Regions from separate parts of the Delphinus delphis genome. Here region 2 is linked to region 1. The links are chromatin contacts, called in public Hi-C maps. All regions are on one chromosome and are shown on one strand. Each heading gives the region's core, a stretch centred on a gene start, on an enhancer-like site or on the middle of the called end of the contact. The rest is flanking DNA. Distances are from core to core; before and after follow the strand shown.

The links. Hi-C and Micro-C count contacts between places; a contact is called where the count stands out from the background.
Region 2: a contact with region 1 is called in a Hi-C map of lung, with 11 times the contacts expected there. The contact joins the promoter of SDAD1 here to the promoter of NUP54 in region 1. A contact is called at or near these places in 2 of 3 Hi-C or Micro-C datasets (lung and muscle).

Annotation. Positions count from the first base shown.
Region 1 is chr5:46,749,235-46,753,008 of mDelDel1.2, reverse strand. NUP54 (nucleoporin 54) reads right to left here and starts at 2,476. Exons shown (of 11, transcript XM_060012337.1): 1 at 2,368-2,476. The coding sequence starts at 2,434.
Region 2 is chr5:46,949,609-46,953,407 of mDelDel1.2, reverse strand. SDAD1 (SDA1 domain containing 1) reads right to left here and starts at 1,620. Exons shown (of 22, transcript XM_060012346.1): 1 at 1,448-1,620. The coding sequence starts at 1,537.

The DNA of each region.
Region 1 (3,774 bases), core at 1,227-3,726:
AAGATATATTCTGAATTGGCTATACAATAAAAACACTGGTATCTTAACATGCTCCATAATGTGAAAATGTTTATTAGTAAAAATGGATCTGCAAGGATATAAAATAAAAAAGTAAACAAGAATTTCAATCAGCCTTTTGCTGAAGTTGATCAACATACATAAACATACATAAAAGTAGTTAAAACAGTTATATTATCACAACTCAAAACTTCACAGTGATAACTCCAAATGAACATGAAATCAAGCAAATACCAACAGGTTTATTTATTACTGTTGAATTATGAGCTGGGTGGGTTTGGTCGGAAACACAAACTTCAAAATAATGTTTCTGTTTTACCCAGTGCCAATTTTAAGCAAACAGGGAAAAGTAAACATACCAAACAACAGTGATATGTGATCACTTTAAATATACCTTAGTGATAACGGATTGTTTAATCTTTGGAACTTCAAGTATTCTTCAAAACGTTTTCGAATCAGATTGCCAAGGTCATATTCACACTGCAGTAACAAGTAACTGCACAAAATGCCAGACTTCCCAAGTATGTCGTAGGGAATAAATCATGCTTACCAAATGCATATAATTGGCATGGGCATAAGTGGCATATGTAAGAGAATATGAATAATAAATTCATATACGAGCAGCTGAGGAGCAAGGCTTTTCTATAGGGTCACTGTATGCAAGGTACACATAGACCTATTTTAAATTTATATATATATATATATATATATATATATATGTACACACACACGCACACGTTATAGTTTGTGTTTTGCAGAATTTCCAACGAGCTTCAAACAATCCATATAGATACCAGAATCTTCATAATTACCTTTTTGAGTACAAAGACATCTAACCTATCTTTTAGAAGCTAATGCTATCTGACAATAAATTAAATTGCTCTCTCTGATCATTTCTCAAAAATTCCAGTAAAGAACTGGGGATTCTTTCTATAATTGCGTTATCTTATAGAAATGTATCCTAATCTGCTCAGTTGGCCAAAGAAACACATTATTATTATCGTACAGGTTAAAAACAAGACAGGTTGCTGCTGTTCGTATAAGACTTGTTTCTCTCAGGAAACACAAGGACAATCAAATGAAATTCCAATGAAAGATGCAGGAAAAATGGAAAAAAATGACTGCAGGAGTCCAAGAATTCCAGGAAAAGGGGCCTGACTGTTGAGCTTATACTTCGAAAGAGATATCTAATAATTTGGAAGATATATTCTACTCAAAATAAAAATCCATTCCAAATACTTATCACTTGGAAGGTATATTCTGTTCAATTAAATGCAAATTTAACAAAGGAACTTTATAACTTGCAAGACTTCCCCAAACCAAATCTTTTAAGAGTGTCAAAAGTTGGTACAAATGTTTCTGACTCGACATTAGGAAATGAATTTCCTTTCCTTGTTAGACAAGTCGCTGTTCTTTCCCAAACTCTGGAACCACAAAATATTCTTGGACTCCAGCTCCCAACATTCGTTACACAGACGACCCGCATATCTACCTGCACTTGCCAGACTGTTACCAAAATTGAACGGAGTCGCCGAGGTAGTAGAAACACCGAAATTCCCAATATTAAAGTTCACTGCAGGATTAGCAGTTAATCCGAAACCCCCAAAATTAAACCCACTGGCGGTGGAGTTGGCAGTCTCAAGCCCACCAAATCCTGATAGGCGTGTAGGCAAAGAAACAAACAGAATTTTAAAAGGGGGAGGGGGGGGAAGAAGAAAGAGGAAAAGAAAAGAAAGCAAGGTAAGGATTAGAAGAGTTTGCAGGAGGTTTCAAAGAAGTGAACAAAGACAAACCCTGACTTTGCTCCAAACGAGTTAAGAAAGCCGAGGAGGCGGGGACGGGAAGGAGGACAGGAGCGTGTAGTCCCGCAGCAAGAACCGAAGGGGCCAGGGCCGAGGGAGCCGCAGAGCAGCGCCCAAGGCTCCCCAGCCCTGTCCTCGCCGAGCCCAGCGGCGGGAACCAAGCGAGCGTTCGCGCCCGTCCCGGACGCTGAGGTGGGGAGGGGTGAGTAGAGTTGGGGAGGGAAGGATGGGTCTCCGGCAAAGGGTGAGAGAAGCCGCCTCCGGTCTCTCCGAGTCCGACTCCCAGGCGGCGGGAAACGAGCCCTAGGAGGAGAGGGCCCTGCGGCGACCCACCCGCAGCGCGCGAGCTCCGGGTTGGGCCTCCATTCTCCCCGCGGCCTCCTCAGGAGCCGCCTCCGCCCGCTCTGCTGCCGCCCGCCCTTTACCGAAGCCCCTAAAGTCTCCGCGCGGGCAGGAGACCCCAGGATCCCCAAGCCGAAGAGTCTCGGACCGAAGGGCTGGACCAAAGGCCTTCCCTCCTCCCCGGGAGAAGGTCTGGGGGACTCACCCGCGGGGGCCGCGGTGGCTGCAGCTGTACCAGAGGTGCCCGAGGGAGCCCCAAAGTTGAAGGCCATGTCGCGGGAGCAGGGGACCTGGGTGCTGCTCCCGCGGCACTCGGTGCACTCCGCTCTTCGATCCGGTGGGAAACCACACCCGCATCTCGGAGTTCCGCCTCTTTTCTGGCCTAGCCGAAGAAGCCGGAACGCCTGAAAGGCGTAGGGGGTGGAGCGTGGAGAGGGAACGCCCCCGGCCTGGCTTGCTTCCGGGGGTCAGTGGATTCACGTGGTGTGGAGCGTCGCAACCAATGTGAGATTCTGGGAAGCTCGCCGTGGCGTGCCGCCTGAGAGCCCTTAAAAACTTGCTTTAGGGAGGCCCCTTGGAAAAGATGTGCAGCAGGCTGAATACCAGTGTCCAATGAAGACAGGGTAGGAAAGAAAGCTAAATCCTTATTCTCCATAGTGGAGAGACAGTGGATAACACTAAAACCGAAAATTCACGAAGCAGCATGTCACTTAAAGTCATGGGGTAATGGTGGGGAAAAGAAGAAGAAAGAAAGAAAGAAAAAAGAAGAAGGCTAAAAGAAGTGCCTCTGAGAATGATGTCCATTTAGGTTTTTTGTTTTTTGTTTTGTAGAATTCTTGGTAGACACTTTGTAGAATTATTTGCTTCTTAAATCTATGTGCTTCTGTAACTTGAATAAAAATAAAAACAAAGTCATTGTGTCTATCGAAATTAAAATTGTCTTTGGACCTAGCAATGCTACTTCTAGGAATTTATCTTGTAAATGATTTGGCAAAATTAATGGAATACAAGGTTATAGGTTACAGTCTTATTTATAATAACAAATGATAGGAAACAGTGTTTTGCTTAAATAGTTGCATTCATACAAAGGAATACTATTCAGCCAAGTAAAGCTCTTTATGTACTGAAAAGAAAGATCTCAAAGGTAAATTATATAAACACAATTTAGAACACTATATGTGTTCTAAATGCTACAATTTGGGTGGGAAAAAAAAAGAGGGCTAGAATATGTAATTACATATATTTGTATGAAATATTCCTGGAAAGATACATTTTCAAAATGAATAACATCGGTTGCCTCTGAGAAGATGAATTGGGTGGCAAGAAGATGGGTGGAGGGAGGACTTTGCAGTATAAAGCCCGTTTAGTTTTTGAAAATGTAAATGGGTTACCTACTCATACAATTAAATAATGCTAATAGTGGTCATTGCAGAAGTCCCAGTGAGAACGCTGATATACGGATGAGGACAGCAGGCATGAAGACTGGGGAGCAGGTGGACTTGATGATTGATGGGGTGTGGAGAGGCAGGCAAAGAGGCGTCTAGCAAGGGTCCCTGGTTCCTGGCCTGTACACTGTGATGTCATTGGAATTTGGGAGGGAGACAAGAAGAAA
Region 2 (3,799 bases), core at 371-2,870, 200 kb before region 1:
TGTGGGAGCTTCGTTGTGGCCTGTGGGATCTAGTTCCCTGACCAGGGATTGAACCCAGGCCCCCAGCATTGGGAGCGTGGAGTCTTAACCACTGGACCACCACGGAAGTCCCAAGAATGAGTATTTCTTTATATTACCAGCCCTAACTGGTTCAGTGAGCTCCAAATTGAGGTACAATATGTGTGAATTTGCAAAAATATTTGTTAAGTGAATGAAACAGTAATCCTCTGTAGGTATTATCTCCTTCTCACAAATTAAAATACACGTAGGCTCAAGTGGTTAACCCTCTCTAGTCACACAATTGGTCAACAGTTGGGCCGGGATACGGAGTTAAGTTTTGAAACCATTGCTTTTAAATACAGCGCTGTACAGACTCTCAGCTATTACTTTGGCTAATGGTTTACAGTGCTTTACACATCTCAAAGCCTCACCTATATTACTTAACTTCTTGTATTTGTTCCTTAGTCTTTGTTTCCACTCTCTTGAATCTTTGGAAAGTCTCTCTCTACTGGTGACCTAAACCACTGAGACCGCTATTTGTTAAAATGTATTCACATAAATATTTCTATGTGAAAATCTGGGGGAGGAGGGAAATGAGAAGGGCAATCAAAAGATGAATAATTGTGTTAGCCATCTGCACATACAAGTAACTGAAGCAAATACCTGTTTAATGCCGATCAGAAAAATGGGTGTCTGAAGAAAGCACTTGCCAAAATAATGTAGCAAAATCATCACTTTCATTTTGTCATTTCTCAGCTCAAACACCTTTAATGTTCACAATTTGTATGAGGTCAGTATACAAAGCCCCTCACGGTCTGGACCTAATCTAATTTTCAACTTCATCTTTTCCTGACGTAAATTCTCACACCCAGGTCATGCCAGCTTCCGATGAGACTGAATCCTGTTTTTTAACTAGATAATACTAAGCTCTTATGTCTGTCCCTTATACTTGAGAATACTCCCTCCTTCCCAACACAGTCCATGGAACAGAGCGCGGGCTCCCGGAAACAGACGTCGGAGGAAAACAATCTAAACAAAAGTTTCATCCACTGTTACAGACTAATTCCATTTAGGGGTTTCAGAAAAGAAAAGCCTTGAGAAACCTGTCTGGAAGTCAGAGGTTGGGGGTGGACCATTTGTCTCTCGACCTCAGTGACATCGGGAGATAACCCCTAAAGCAAAAATGAGGTCTTTTAAATGGTGTTTCTGTGGCAGCAGGGTCTATGGAGCAGGCAGAAAACCCAGACGGGCAGCAGATTTCAAAAGGTGGGGAACGAACCCTGTGGCATGTCTCTCCCTTAACCCCTTTTCTCCTCTCGAGGAACCCCTGAACTTAAGAGCAGAACACGAGGCGAGCCAGGATCCCTGCTCCACTCCACGCCTCCCTCCAGCCACTGTCTCAACCAGCCGCGTCCCGGCTTCTAGCCTCACCGCGCCGCATTCCTACCTCCTCCACGTAAGCCGGCGGGTCTCGCTTGATCAGATTCTGTAACTGCGGCAGGTTGCTGGGCAGCTTGTTATTGTTTCTGCTAGACATGTTAGCTGCTGACTGGCTCCGCGACGAGCAGTTTTAAAAACCCACACCGCTGGCAATTGCCGAGAGTCCCAGCTACGGCTGGGAGTCGTACTTCCGAGTACGACCGGAAACAGCACATGGGTAGTTCGGCCGGCGGCGCCATCTTGGCGCTTAAAGCGAGCTGGACTACGGGAGCCTCAGAGTGTCAAACTTACTCTCACGGCGAAATGCTCTATAGTGGTTTTTACGAGGTTTTTGCTTTTTTCCTCGATCAACCGCTGCTACTGTCTAGCGTTCCTGAAATAGTCTGAAATGCAAAGACTTTTTTCACACACATTAGTTTATTTCATCATCCTGACACTCTTATGAAACAGACAGATGAGAATTAATAGTTTTTATTAAAAAACTCACAGCCTAGGGCTTCCCTGGTGGCGCAGTGGTTGAGAGTGCGCCTGCCGATGCAGGGGACGTGGGTTCGTGCCCCGGTCCGGGAGGATCCCACGTGCCGCGGAGCTGCTGGGCCTGTGAGCCGTGGCCGCAGGGCCTGCGCGTCCGGAGCCTGTGTTCCGCAACGGGAGAGGCCACAACAGTGAGAGGCCTGCGTACCGCAAAAAAAACAAAAAACAAAAAAACTCACAGCCTAAAGTTAGACGCTAAAAATATCCCTGGGGAGTTGATAGCACTATCCAATTTTGGAGAGGGGGAAAAAGGTCAATGAGGGGCATAAATTAGTTTTCTTGTATATTTTATTGTTTTTTTAGTACGTGGGCCTTTCACTGTTGTGGCCTCTCCCATTGCGGAGCACAAGCTCCGGACGTGGGCTCAGCGGCCACGGCTCACAAGCCTAGCTGCTCTGCGGCTTAGTGAGATCTTGCCAGACCGGGGAATGAACCCGTGTCTTCTGCATCAGCAGGTGGACTCTCAACCACTGAGCCACCAGGGAAGCCCTTCTTGTATATTTTAAATAGCTGTTCTTGTGTTGTTTTTAATTGTTTCAACCCAATGTAACCAAGGGAAAAGGGTGTGAACTGAATAAAATGTAGTCATGTTGGTTGTTTTAAAATGCAAATGAATTTAAAAGCCAACTATTGTTATAACCTTTGTAAGTGCTGTTCAGCCAGAGTTTTAAATTCAGATCCTGGTCATTTGAAGAGAATACATTTCCACGGTTTCATGGTGTGCAAAAATAAATATGTGGAGAATGAATTAATGAAATAGAGTGTTGTTAATATAAAGAGACGCTTGATCCCTCACTCTGTTTCAAGCCCTTCACTTGTATTTAATCCTGAGAAGAGCCCTCTGAAATAGGTACTATAATTATCCGCACTTTGCAGATGAGGAAACAGGTTCAGACAAGTTGACTGCTTAAGTTCATAGCAGGTGAGGAAGCTGGGATTTCAATCCAGGCAGTCTTGATTATAAACACATGAGAAAGAAAAATGTAGCCTAACAGTTGTAAGCTAGTAAGCTGGTCTGGCATCTGTAGATGAACCATGGTATTCCCCTGCTTAACAGCAATTTAACACAACACCGACTTCAGTCCAGGTCATCTGTGGCCAGGTCAGAATGAGCCAAAAACAAGGCAACTCTGTAACCACATCTAGGCACAAGCAAATTCAAGCACACTGTGCAAACCACTATTAGTTTTTCTGCCACATTTGGAGAATGACTATTTTATTTATTAATCATTGAATCAGGTACTCATGAAATTATTAAGAAGTAAATGTAAGCAATAAATCTCTTTTTTAAACCCTTTCACAGATTTAAATTAAAAACATTGTTTTTGGTTGGTTGCATTAGTAAGAAAAAAAGCATCCTCAAAACAAAACATACTGAAATTATTTAATATAATTCCTGTCAAAATCGTAAGCTTATGTACTATGAATATTTAAGTCACTAAAATGTGACTTATGAGTAAAACACTCAGGCCATGTCACAAGCTTTTACAGTATTCACAATCTGTCAGGCACTAGGGTAAGCTGTTTTTTTTGTTTGTTTTTTTTTTAAGCGGTACGCGGGCCTCTCACTGTTGGGGCCTCTCGTGCTGCGGAGCAGAGACTCCGGATGCGCAGGCTCAGCGGCCATGGCTCACGGGCGCAGCCGCTCCGAGGCATGTGGGATACCCCCCAGACCGGGGCACAAACCCGCGTCCCTTGCATCGGCAGGCGGACTCCCAACCACTGCGCCACCAGGGAAGCCCCAGTAAGTGTTTTTCTGTTTGCGTGTTTTCGGGGTTTTTTTGGCCGTGCCATGCGGCTGGCGGGATCTTAGTTCCCAGACAAA